Linked DNA regions of Mus musculus: region 1 is linked to region 2. The links are chromatin contacts, called in public Hi-C maps. All regions are on one chromosome and are shown on one strand. The core of a region is the stretch at or near the end of the contact, and the rest is flanking DNA. Distances in the headings are between cores, read along the strand shown.

Evidence for each region. A called contact is a pair of places that touch in the nucleus more often than the background predicts.
Region 1: a Hi-C map of the G1E-ER4 cell line shows a contact between it and region 2, with 2.2 times the contacts expected there. The contact joins the enhancer-like site here to the promoter of Slc16a10 in region 2. A contact is called at or near these places in 9 of 39 promoter capture datasets (the 3T3-L1 cell line, 3T3-L1-derived adipocytes, the HPC-7 cell line and 5 more), 1 of 15 datasets of contacts at CTCF or cohesin (the NIH/3T3 cell line), 5 of 484 Hi-C or Micro-C datasets (the G1E-ER4 cell line, double positive thymocytes, granulocyte-monocyte progenitors and 1 more), 5 of 115 datasets of contacts at active chromatin or transcription factors (the SCID.adh cell line, double positive thymocytes, effector CD8 T cells and 2 more) and 4 of 9 other capture datasets (adipose tissue, embryonic stem cells, liver and 1 more).

What each region holds. Positions count from the first base shown.
Region 1 is chr10:40,230,791-40,237,763 of GRCm38.p6, forward strand. It overlaps Rpf2 (ribosome production factor 2 homolog), which reads right to left. Exons shown (of 10, transcript NM_023323.3): 5 at 5,333-5,414; 6 at 4,032-4,108; 7 at 2,318-2,417. Among named protein-coding and RNA genes, the nearest start is that of Rpf2, 13 kb to the right of the region's middle. Within about 2 kb of position 1,866, at least 58 of the 459 cell types and tissues checked have an H3K27ac peak or open chromatin away from gene starts, as enhancers often do. A contact at or near this core is called in the G1E-ER4 cell line, the HPC-7 cell line, the SCID.adh cell line and 3 more, where this site is marked.
Region 2 is chr10:40,138,918-40,145,161 of GRCm38.p6, forward strand. Slc16a10 (solute carrier family 16 (monocarboxylic acid transporters), member 10) reads right to left here and starts at 3,337. Exons shown (of 6, transcript NM_001114332.1): 1 at 2,786-3,337. The coding sequence starts at 3,119.

The sequences.
Region 1 (6,973 bases), core at 616-3,115, 90 kb after region 2:
CCTGCCTCTAACCCTCAGATGCTGATACTCCTGCAGATCTGAATTAGGTCAAGTTCAACTGTTCCTAGTCATAAACCAAACACAATGCTATGATTAGTAACCTTCTGAGAGAGAATAAGGGCAGCTCTTCAAAACTTAAAAGATGACTTGTAGCTGGACATGGTAGCACACACCTTTACTCCAGCAATCAGGAGGCACAGGCAGATTGATCTCTGAGTTTCAAGGCCAGACTGAGCTACACAGCAAGTTCCAGGCCAGCCAGGGATATAGGAGGCCAGTCTAACAACCAAACTAAAACAGAAGAACGAGCATGGCTCACTAAGAGTTAAGTCCTCTATTGGCAAAAGAGCGCAGGTGTGCTTCCACGAACAAGGCCCTGAGCTCCCAAAGGGAAATAACAGCCTGAGATGGTCTGTGTGTGGCCAGAGTCCCCAGTACAGAGCAAAGGAAAACGCCCAGCACTTCACATGGACTGGATGGGCTCAGACAGGTTTCCTAGAGAAGAACCCGAGAGAGTGCTAGGAATGTGGTAAGGAAGGATGAAGCTAGCTGGGATGGCAGCCTTCCTCTTAGCACGCTGAAGAATATAAGGCCAGTGTGAGCTACAGCAAGAAGCTGCCTAAACCAACCAATAAACACACACAAAGCGTGACTCCAGAAAACGTAAGAGGAACAGTTACAGCTAACTTACTTTCTGTCTTTCCTTCCTTGCCTGCTTGCTTGCTTTTTGTTTTTCAACAGGGTTTCTCTGGGAAGGGTTTGTTGGATGTCCTAGAGCTCACTCTGTAGACCAGACTGGCTTCAAACCCAGAGATCTGCCTGCCTACAGGAATGGTCCACCACTGCCCAGCTGTAACATATTTTCAACAAACCAGTTCTTTAAAGAAGAAATTGGGGGTCTGAAGAAATGGCTCCCATAGTAAGATCATAACTCTACCAGAGGACCTGGGTTTGATTCCCAGCACCTGCATGGCTGCTCCCATCTGTCTGTAATTCCATTCCCAGGGTATCTGATGTTGTACTCTTTGGCCTCCACCAGCATGAGACATGTATATAATGCACAAACATACATGCAGACAAAACACCCACAAATTATATAAAACAATCTTTTAAAAGATACTAAAGAAAACAAGTTACAATAAACTGACTCACTAAGTTATTATAAGCTAACTCACTCCCTACTGTGCTTTGCAGATAACATTTTAAAAGCATGTTATACGGTACTTATATTATGAAGGGCATTATATACAAAACTTTGGGATTTCAGAGTTGGGAATTAATGATATTTTACAATCTTAAGTTTTAACTGACCACAGATTTCTAAATGTAACTCCACAATGCCAGTTATGAGGGCATAGGGCTGCGCTCTACACAAGGCTTTAGAACAAACAGACTTGAGATTCCTATACCACCAAACTCATCACAGCTGTGAGACGGCTCAGCAGGCTACAATGCTTGCCACCAAGCCAACCTGTATTTAATCCCTGTGACCCATATGGTGGAGTACCAACTCAACATGAGCGTGCCCCAGCCCCCACATACAAACAAAAATGTAATTAAAAAAACAAACAAACAAAAAACCAATACCCTACAAAGTCTAGCATCCCATTAACTAGGAAATAACTAAGTACTTTCTGGCTGGGAAAATGACAGATAGGGTTGGGCACAGGTGCAGTCCTGTGATCCCAGGACTCAGAAGGCAGAGATCAGAAACGGAGCTGTGGAAGGAGTGTGGAGAGGCTGGGCCTGCCCAGGTAGAGGAGCCCTAGACACCACACGCAGAGCTTGCCAGGCCACTCTAGAACAAGTTTAGAAGACGACAACGCTGAGAGCTTTCAGCAGGAACACAGATTGTCCACGGTACAGGAAGTGGGCAGGAGGCCGTTAGCATGACAGCTGACAGCCAGGCAGGCTGCTCTGCCCTCAGAACCTGAGTGAGGGGGAGCAATGAAGAACTATCTTGCTTGGTGGAGAGGCTTTAAGACAAGAGAATGAGGTGGAGTGGCATGGCCCCTTAGCCCCGGCATTCAGGAAGAGAGGCAGTTAGTTCCCTGAGTTTGAGGCCAGCCTGGTCTCAACAAACTATAGAGTTCCAGGACAGCCAGGATGCAGAGAAATCCAGTCTTAAAACAAACAAACAAAGCGAGAAACAAAAGCAAAAAATACCACTCATCCAGAGTCCAGGGAGAAGGAGCATAAAGATATGATGAGAGTTTACAGTCTGCTCAGAAAAACAATGTGAACAAGATTAACCACACAGAAAAGGCAGATCTCAAAAACAGCAATTGTTAACAAGGTGAGTTCTACTAGCACTTACCAATAAGAAGATTTTTTAATCTTCTGAAGTCTTCTGTTACATCAAAATCATCACCAGCAAATATCAACATCGGTTTTGTTCCCTCGGGGCACTTACTAGTCTATGAGATTAAAGACAAAACAAACAAGTGTAATTATATAAGTACCAAAATCTAGAGAATCTATGCTATTTTTAAGATAGTCAATATGTATTAAAACAATCTCAAAATTTTTACACATATGCTATCTCATTCTTGTTGCTACATCCACAACTGAGGATCAAGACAGTAACTGATCCGGTAAATCAGTGTCACGTTATGCCTTGAATCCACACGTCCATCCAGTGTGAGACCTTTGAGCTTTGGAAGCAGGAGTTGCTGACCACACAGGGAGTTGGTAAAAGCCTTTTTCCAACCCACAGGAAAAGGACATTTAGTTATACTAGACCTTCAAGGTCTGTCCCCTTTTTAGAGGAGAGCTGAAGAGATGAACAATATGCATATACTATAACACAATATTATAATATATAATATAGTATACTATAATTTAACACATATCACAAGCCTTGAAAATGCACCAGCTCAGCTGGGCACAGTGCATCATGCCTGTCACCCCAGCACTTTTGGGAAGTAGAAGCAGAAAGATCAGAAGTTCAAACTCAGCCCTGGTCACATAGCAAGTCTGAATCCAGCCTGGGTTAATTAAAACCCTTCTTAATGCAGGCAACACACAAAACCCCCACTGAGTTATATAACTTTCCATTACACACACTATTTTTTCTCTCTATGCTCTTAAACCTAATCTTGAGTTTTACCTACCACATGTATGTTACCATATGTTAAACAATGAAACCCCTTTGGGCTTCAATCACCCAATGTAAATGGAAAACTGGGCCTGATGGCGGTCAGATGACGGGCCTTTAATCCCAGCACTTGGATGGCAGAGGTAGGGAGCTCCAGGACAGCCAAAGCTCATAGTGAGCCCTGTCTCAAAAACAGAGACAAACAGAAACCCCACCAGCCAGGGAAACTGCCTTGATCTCACACCTGTAAGGTGACGGCAACGTTTGACAGGACAATCTGAAGTGACACTCTTGCAGCCTTTCTAGGCTGTCTTACCACACCTTGCTACTTCCTACTTCACAATCCTATTCAAACAAGTAGTACACTGTAGGTTCCCAAGGGAGGTTATGCTAGTAATTTGGCAACTAATAACCAAAACAATATAGGGGCAGCCAGAGGTTTTTGGTCATAGAACAGTGCCCAAGTTGAAAACTTCAGATTGTGAATAAATGTTACCACTTATGAAAGACAGCATTTAAACCATGAGCCTAACTAGGAATGGATCGCTACGCTCCCGAGTTTAACTTCATAAGATCCATGTACTTACTATATATTACATATAAAAGAAAATTCATTCCTCTTTTGTTTGTTTTGGTTTTTGTTGTTGCTTGTTTTTTTGTTGTTGTTGTTGCTTGTTTTTTGAAACAGGGTTTCTCTCTGTAGACCAGGCTGGCCTTGAACTCGAGATCTACCCGCCTCTGTCTCCCAAGCGTTTTGACTACAGGTGTGGGCCACACTGCCCAGCCTACATGTCCTCTTTTTAAAATAAAGGTAAAACTGTAATTCTGCATGAAGTTTCTTTCACTATTCTATCAGTACTTCTTCACCACAAGATGCTAATTTTGGCCAAGAACATTTAAAAAATACTATTAAGTTTTATGATCAGTATCTTACCTTAATATCTTTTAGAGACACAAATTTCTCAATACCTAATTCAATCATATCCAGCACATGGTAGTCATACATACGACCTAAAAGCAAATACATTTTTAAGCACATAGGTTTTCACATTTACCTTTTGTTATCTATAAGGCTTCAAATTACCTGTGTCTTCTGTCTCTCTGAACTCACACACTCCCTTAAACTTTGATATCTACTTAGGTGTGCTATTGGGATGTTAGTCAGGAAAAGCTGACAACACTCTCACGAAGAGCACAACTCCTTGTTTTTTTTTTTTTAAACAGACTAAATGGGGAACTGAGTGTGGCGGCTGAGCACCTACAATCCCAGCACTGGAGAGGCAGGAGAATGGAGTTCAAACTCAACCTGGGCTATAAAACTAATCCTGGGCCAGCCTGGAGATAAAGATTCTACTCAAAAATAATTAAATGAACTAAAAAGAAGTGTAGCGGCCGGGCGTGGTGGCACACGCCTTTAATCCCAGCACTTGGGAGGCAGAGGCAGGCGGATTTCTGAGTTCGAGGCCAGCCTGGTCTACAGAGTGAGTTCCAGGACAGCCAGGGCTACACAGAGAAACCCTGTCTCGAGAAAAAAAAAAAAAAAAAAGAAGTGCAGCTCAGTATACCAGGAGTGTTCAGCATGCATTAGGCTTGGGATGAAACCTTAACAAAAACATCTACCCTCAAAGAACAAGATACAGGAAGACAACAGAGAGTGAAGGAGTCGCCTACGACAGAACATGTTAGATAGAAACGCTGTGTATCAGTGACGGAGATGGCTCAGTGGGTAATAGTATTTCCTGCTCTTCTGAGGACCTGAGTTTGGTTCCCAGCACAATTACAGTGTCATAACTGACTGTAATTTCATGTGATTTGTGCATATACAAACACACATAGAATAAATAAAACTGCACTTCCTGTTTAAAAACTGGAACTGGTCTCCAAAGATGTTAGCAATGATGCCCTAAGATTACTAACCAAGAACTAGTTCATATTCTTTCTCACTTCCCAGGGATGGCAGGGTAATACTGATGTCTACCACTGAGGCAGACCCCAGTCCAACGTCACAAGGCTAAAGCAGCAACAGAAAACATGGGGCCTGCCAATGGCTTGTAAGTTCTGAAAACATCTATCTGAATCACAGAGCTGACTCTACCAACCCAAACACTGAAGAGTGCTGGCAAATGCCATGAACTCCAGCACTCTGAGGCAGGGGCATCTACTGAGTTGTAGGCATGCCAGAGCTACATTATAAGACCTTGTCTCAACCTAAAACCGAGAGAGGATGGTACTCACCTATTACTAGGTTATTTGGCCTCTTCTTGTTATGGGAGCCAAACATGAATAAAGAGCAGTCTGACTTCTTTGAAAAGAACTCCTACAAAATAAGAAGAAAAGCCCTTGAAGAATTTCAGCCTGGCCAGCTGTGGTAGCTCACGCCCTTGCAAGGCTGAGGCAGAAGGAAGCACTGCAGTGAGGTGGCCAGCCAAAGCTACACAGCAAGAGACTGTCTCCAAACAGCAACCATCTTACCTGTAAGCTCATGGAAGGGATTAGGGGCTGCCCCTGCCCCTCGCCCAGAAATAGCTAAGAAAAAGGTAATAAACTAGATACATACAGAAGGAACTGGAGAGATGGCTCAGAGGTTAGAGTATTTGTTGCTCTTGTAGAGAGAGGACCGGGGTTCAGTTCCCAGAACCATGGCAACTAAGAATCATCCGTCACCTTCCTCTAACCTCTAAGGGTACTAGGCACACACACACACACACACACACACACACACACACACACACACACACACACAATCAGGCACATATAACACACATGCAATCAGGCAAAAAACTCAGACATAAAAATTTTAACTTTCAAATTCAATTTTCTGACTTGGGGTTACTTAGTTAAAAGATTCACTTTTCAAGAGGAGAAATAATGAACATTACGAAGTCAGTATCTGAAAGACCACTCATTTCAATTATGCAGTTAGTCCTTCTGCGTAGCACACCAGTGTCCCATTGCTGCCTGAGTCCTCTGACACCTCAGCACTCACAGGGGAGCCCCATGAACCTATGACTACACTGACTTTGGATGTCTGGACCTGGGTTCTTGAGTTTTTTATGCATGTTGCTACTTTTCAGAGCAACTGCAACCACACAAAGCAGTGCTCTGGGAGCCTCATGCTCACCGTTACTTAGCTCCGGGCCATGCGTCTGGCTGGGGCCACTGACAGACTATGATATTCCAGTGTAGGCACGGCTGGGATCACAGAAGTATTTATTGGCTTCCATTACAGAGTTGAAACAACAGAAATATGAAGTTTCAATCCTAGAGAGTCCTGTGTAGTCCTATATTCCACACACTTGGCTCACGAGAGTGAGGTCACTATTCCTAATATAAAACTAAGATTCAAAGGGCAGGTACAGCAGCACACATATGGAACCCGGCACTGGCACACTAGAAACATGCAATTCTGGGGCTCACAACTCGCTACTCTAAGCCAAAATTGCCAGGTTCACTGAGACCTGCCTCAAAGAAAAGGTGGAGGGTAACAAACCTCTGCGTCAACCTCTTACCTGCACACGCACGCGCGCGCGCGCGCGCGCGCGCACACACGCACACACACACGCACGCACACGGGCATACAATACACATATGCAACCTAGATTCAATGTGTTCTAGTCCAAAATCAGCTAAAAAAAAAAAAAACAAACAACAAACAAAACAAACAAACAAAAAAAAAACCTACAGAATTTCTAAGTCCTCCATGTGCTGCACGACCCGGCCCATCCCATGCCACACTCATTGGTCACTACTCTGAGGGGTGAGCTCCTGATCTGCTTCTCTTCCAGTTTGTTTCTTTGCAGAAGCAAATGGGCCAAGAGCCACACCTGCCCATCACTTTCAAACGAGGCAGAACAGTCAAGAATTTAGGCTGACAGG
Region 2 (6,244 bases), core at 2,087-4,586:
CCAGCATTTAAATTTAGCCCTTTATTACTAATAAATCTAGCCCTTTCATGAGAATTCTGAAATAGATCATATATTATGTGAGAATTAATGTGGGCATTCTGGAGGCAGAGGCAGAGACCATCCAGAGCTGCACAGTGAGACCTTTCTCAAAAAATAACTGAACAAAGAAGATACACTTAAGAAGAGAACCGCCAAGGAAATCTCCTTTTAGCTGCCAGGAAGAGCTGCCTTGCATGGCACACTCTAACCAGAATTTTGCATAAATACCATTTTAAAAGTCTACTTCTCAGCTGGTCAGTGGTGGTGCACACCTTTATTCCCAGCACTCGAGGCAGAAGCAGGTGGATCTCTGAGATCAAGACCAGCCTGTTCACAAAGTGAGTTCCAGGACAGGCAAGGCTACTCAGAGAAACCCTGTCTCAAAAAAAAAAAAAAAAAAGTGGACTTCTCTGTGGAAGTCTCTACATTTCAAAAATCTTTTGACAAGACCACGATCAATAATTTCTGCTCAACCTGGCCTTGAACTCATGGTCATTGTTTACTAGTTGCAAAGAAAAAAGCATTTTTTGGACAGGATCTCTTATAGACTATGAAGACCTCACACTTGCTTCAAAGAGAAAAGTTATATGACCTTGAGTTCCTGTGTCTCTCTGCCTCTCCTTCGGTGTACTGGGACCGCAGGCACATGCCACCATGGCTTTACGGAGTGCTGGACTATACAGTATGGAAGCACTACTCTACCAACTGAGCTAAGCCCCTAGCTTTTCAGAGGTTTAGCCCCAGAAGCATTGTATAAACATTAAATGATCAGATTCGCTGAGTGTTATCTAGCCAGAGCAGTTAAAAACCTAATTCCTTAAGTCAGACAAACCCAAGACTGAATCTTGCTCACAGCCGAAATTCACGTGAGCCCAGATTTCCATGTCTGTAGAGGAAGCCTGTGTCACAGAACTGCCTAAAGATGGAAATAGTGTTCATGAGGGAAGGACTCAGCCTCAGAAGCATCAGGAACTGTGTGGAATCATCCTGTTTGCTATTGGGTCTTCACATCTGTCCTGCAGTGGCACAAAAGGCTTACCTTCCTCCAGCTAAAACTAACAATCGGTGCCTAACCCTTGATCTGCCCAACACAGCAACTTCAACAGTCACTTTAGGAACAGAAATTCCCCATCAAGTATGATACATCATTATTCACATAGAAGAGGGGACAATAATACTTAATACAGAAGTTTTAGAATGCAACCTAAATGTCCAAGAGTGCATAGCCGAGCAAGGGTGGCACACGCCTTTAATCCCAGCACTTGGGAGGCAGAAGTTCGAGGCCAGCCTGCCTACAAAGTGAGTTCCAGGACAGCCAGGGCTACACAGAGAAACCCTGTCTCAGAAAAAAAAAAAAAAATGCATAAAGTACAATACATTACAATATATTCAGATGATGAGAAATCGCTTTAAATGTAGAGGACTGGTGCAGCCCTTGAGCAGCATGCCCAAGGCCCGGTTCCATCCCTGGCACTGAAGGAAGAAATGAATGAAAGAGAAAGGGATTTTTCTCCTCCACCCCATCTTAACCTTCCAATTTATAATTACAATCCTGTTTATTTTATGTGTACACCAAAAATCTAAGCAATACACACTGTAAAAACAGAAACTAAAGGGGTTTTTACATGACTGTAATCCCATCACTTGAGAAGCAGAAGCAAGTCTCTGTGAATCTGAGGACAGCCTGTCCTACATAGTGAGTTCTAGGCCAGCCAGAATTAAATAGTGAGACCCTGCTGTAGTTTTTAAAAGACTATTATTGCCCAGTATGGTGCAGAATGTTCTTATAATCCCAACTGAGCCAAGAGGATCTTGAGTTCAAGGCCAGGCTGAGCAGAGTGAAACACAGAAATTATTGATCTTATTAAGTTTCCCAAAAGGCAGCAGTGGCCCGATTTAGCAAAGAGACTCTCAGTCTCCAAGTCAGGCGATGAGGTCTATCTTTATTCTGGTCCTCACTAAAACACTTCATTTCCCTGACTTTCCATTTTCTCACCCAAGCAGAGCTGACAACACCTGCCCGGCAGCATGAGATGAAATAATGGGGGAAATGTTATGCAGACGGTCCTAGACTTGACTTTTGCATAATCAGTCAGAAAGCATTTGACAAAAATGCGGAGTCTGCACCTTTTGCATTTTATTTCCACAAGGCAAAAAAAACGTCAACATAACAGAAGGTCCAACCCCTTATCTTCCTCTTACCATCCCACGTGGCTGCCTCCTATGCTGTCTAAATATAGTAGAGCGTGCAGAGAGACAACCGACTACCACTTTTAATGGGCTGCCTTTGGGACTCCCTGTGACCTTGGGATCCACTTTTCCATTTTGCCAATCTCCCGTCCTGGCCTGCGCTGCATCTACCCAAACACACCTTTCCTTCTGCAGCATGGCAGGCAGATAACCACACCACCGTGGCGGTCACAAAGCAGACTGTAAAAGTGATAATGCAGTGTTGTTGGTGCTGGAACGTTCAGTTTATTTCCCACCACTAAGAGGAAAGTACTGTGGATTCTTGGCGCCCACTGTGCAGAAAGGAGGAGTCCAAAGCCTCAGGCAGGTACAACTCTGCAACTTGCTTGCCTTTGGGTTCCATACAAAACTGGCAGAGGGAAGCCCCAAGCTGCAGGTTGCAAGTGAGACGGGTCAGGCTCAAAGCTCACACCCTCCCAACACAAGAGGACGCACCAAAAGCTCCCATTTCCCACCCCGCATGCCCTCCTCCCCTCGGCCCGCAGCAACGTCCCACCTGTCTTGAAGGCCATGTTGTCATCGTCCTTGGCCTTGAAGGTGTCCAGCATGGACACGAAGAGCACCCCGTAGGCGTTCTGGATGCCAAACACCGACCCGTTGCACCACATGGCCGCCAGCATCACCAACCAGCCCCAGCCGCCCTCGGGGGGAACGGGGGGCTCACTGCCCGCTGACCTCGTCAGCTCCACCTCCACTTTCTCTGCGGCCACGTCGGAGACATCCGAGGGTCCCGGGCCGGGCAGCGGAGCGTCATCCGAGGGCGCGGGCCCGGGCGGCTGCGCCTCGTTCGTCTCCCGCTCGGCGGCGGGCTCCTCCTGGGACGGCACCATGTCCCGAGGCGGCCCCGTCGGGCACCGAGAAAGCTTGCGGGCGCAAGGTCCCGGGGTGGCTCGCGGAGCCTGGGACAGCCGCGCGGACGGAGGAGGGAGGCCGAGGCGAGGACACTGGAGCCGCGGGCAGGCGGGCGGGCGGGCGGGCGAGAGGCGCACACCGCAGACACCGCCTAAGGCGGCCAGAGGACTTGACACACCGGCTGCCCCTCGCGCCTGATTACGCCGGCCTCCAGCCGCCTCTTAAAAGCGCCCCTCCGCCCTCCCGCACCGCCTAGGGGCGTGGCCACCAGAGGGCCTTACACCCTGAGCCCACAGGTGATTGGGCATCCGCAAGCGGAGGCTCCGCCCCGTGAGGGGTGTCCAATGACCGCCCGCGCGCGCGCGCTTGAAGGCGTGCCGCCAAATTAGCTACCTCCAGGAGTAATGTCACCTCCTCTCAGCATTAACCTTAGAAGTTCTTGGGGAGCGTCTCCTACGTGTGGCCTGCGAAGGTGATCAATCGATCAGGTAATGCTTACCCTCACTGGAATAGAGAGTCACAAATGACAGTTTAAATTTCATATTTGTTGTCCCTTTTGTGCTAGTTATAATATAAAAGATTCCTTATGCCACGTACCTACTTAAAAGGCAATTCAGGAATCAGAGACCTTGTTTAATTACTCCAATTCCGCGAACATACAGTTTGTTTTGAATACTTGGCACAATGAAGATGCTCATTTTGGAAGACAGACTGTGATTCTAAATTTTTCAACTAACAAACATTTTTGACGGGCAGCTAGAAAGCAATACTTTTAAACTTCACAAGTTGTCCTCACACTAAATAAAGAACCAACACTTATATTCAATTCCTCTGCCCCCTGAAGCATCTTATTCTGATGTATCTTCTTAATTTCTCAGATATTTAGATTACTCACTCCAAACAAAATCAAAATATGCTAGTTACTTAAGCACCAGTGTGGTGGGTTATACAATAACTGTGATTATCACATTCTTGCTTCTCTCTGTCCTAAACTAGTAAGTAAAAACAGTCCAGAAATAGAAAGTGGGGTGCAATAGGGTTAAACACTGGGACATCAGCTAGGAGGTAGGAGCACAAGCCTTGTATCCCAGTACTCCGGAAGCAGAGGCAGGCAGATCTCTGAGTTCTGGGCCAGTCTGGTCTACAGAGTGAGTTCCTGGACAGTCAAAGCTACACAGAGAAACCCTGTCTTGAAACCAACTACCCCCATACCCCCACCCCACCCCCCAAAAAAGGATAGTATGTAAGAAAGTAAGTTTGAGCTGAGCTATGATTAGCCACATGGTTCTGTGGACAAGGACAAGCAAAGAGCCTTCCAGCCAAAGAAACAGAGAAGAAACCAAAGACAGGGGAGGGTCCAGAGGAGTGTTCTGGGAATACAGGGCAATGTGGGTGCTTTAGAGATTAAGTTAAAATAGCACAATAGCTTGGATATATATTACCCCTCAAATTCTTTTGGTGTCTTAGTCACTGTCTATTGCTGTGAAGAGACACTGTGACCAAGGTAACTCTTTTTTTACAAAAAGCATTTAATTGGGGGCTTTCTTACAGTTTCAGAGATTTAGTCCATTATCATCAAGGTAGGGAGCTGTAATGGTTTGTATATGCTCAACCTAGGGAATGGCACTATTAGAAGATGTGGCCCTGTTGGAGTAAGTGTGCCACTGTGAGTATGGGCATTAAAACCCCTCATCCTAGCTGCCTAGAAGTCAGTATTCTACTGGCAGCCTTCAGATGAAGATGTAGAACTCTCAGCTCCTCCTGTGCCATGCCTACCTGGATGCTGCCATGTTCCCACCTTGGTGATAAAGGACTGAACCTCTGAACCTCTAAGCCAGCCCCTAAATGTCATCCTTATAAGAGTTGCCTTGGTTATGGTGTCTGCTCACAGCAGTAAAACCCTAACTAAGATGGTATCTCCTCATAGCAATGAAACCCAAACTCAGACACAGGGGATTGGACACTTTCTGATGCATTTAGGCAAATCACTCATATATAAATAAACTAAAATAAAATAAAATAAAAGAGAAAATTAAAAATAAATTAATAAATTGAATATACAAAGTTCTGAACTGCTGAATCTGTGGCAGTGAGATTCCAGTTATGCTACATGTAAGTGCAGTTTCTAGCTATGTCACATAATACAGTCTGGTTTGATGTCATCTTAATCACCACTTGAAAACAAACAGCCAAATGTAGCCTTGAGATAATTCAATGGCTATGGAGAAATTTCTAAAACATAATCTTTTTGAGATATACTCTACGAATTATAAACTCAGAATAGCACTGTAATAACAATTATTTGGTAGGATTGTTCATGAACACCTGTAGTTTAATATAATTTACCCAGAGAGAGAGACGCACACACACAAACACACCACCTAAACACGTTGAACTAAAAACACATGCAGGAAGACCATGGGTGATGGTGTGAACTTCTGATCCCAGTACTTTGGAAGAAAAGGCAAACAGATCTCTGTGAATTCAAGGCTAGCCTGGTCTATATAGTGAGTTCCAGGACAGTAACAGCTAGAGCTATGTAGAGAGACCCTATCTTAAAATTTATCAATTATTAATTAATTAATTAATTAATTAATTAAAGTACACATAGGGCTGGAGCTATAGATTAGTTGAATAACTGTTGGAAATCACAACAGTTGTGTGAAGCCCAATATTCAATCTCCAGCACCATAAAACAAAAATTCTTGAAAAATCAAAAACAGTGCACGGAATGGCTGAAATGTAGAGTATGTGCTCTGCTTGTTTGAAGTCCTGGGTTCAAGCAAAACAAAACTTTACAAAGCTGGGGATATCGTCTGTTGCTTAGAATACATGAGGCCCTAGGTTCAACCCTCACATTGGGAAAAAATTGTAATGGCTCAGCCTTAACCAGTGGGCTAGTGCCTGCTATGGGGGAGGGTTCCTGATAACAGGATGACTCATACCCCTCCCCTCCCCTCCCCTCCCCTCCCCATCTCTTAGGTGATGCAAGGATGAACATGTGCTATCTTGTGCTTCTGTCCTCTGACTAGGGATGAAATAGCAAAAAGATTCACACTAGATGCTGGCTTCTCACTCTTGGTTTTCTTAGATCCAAATCTAT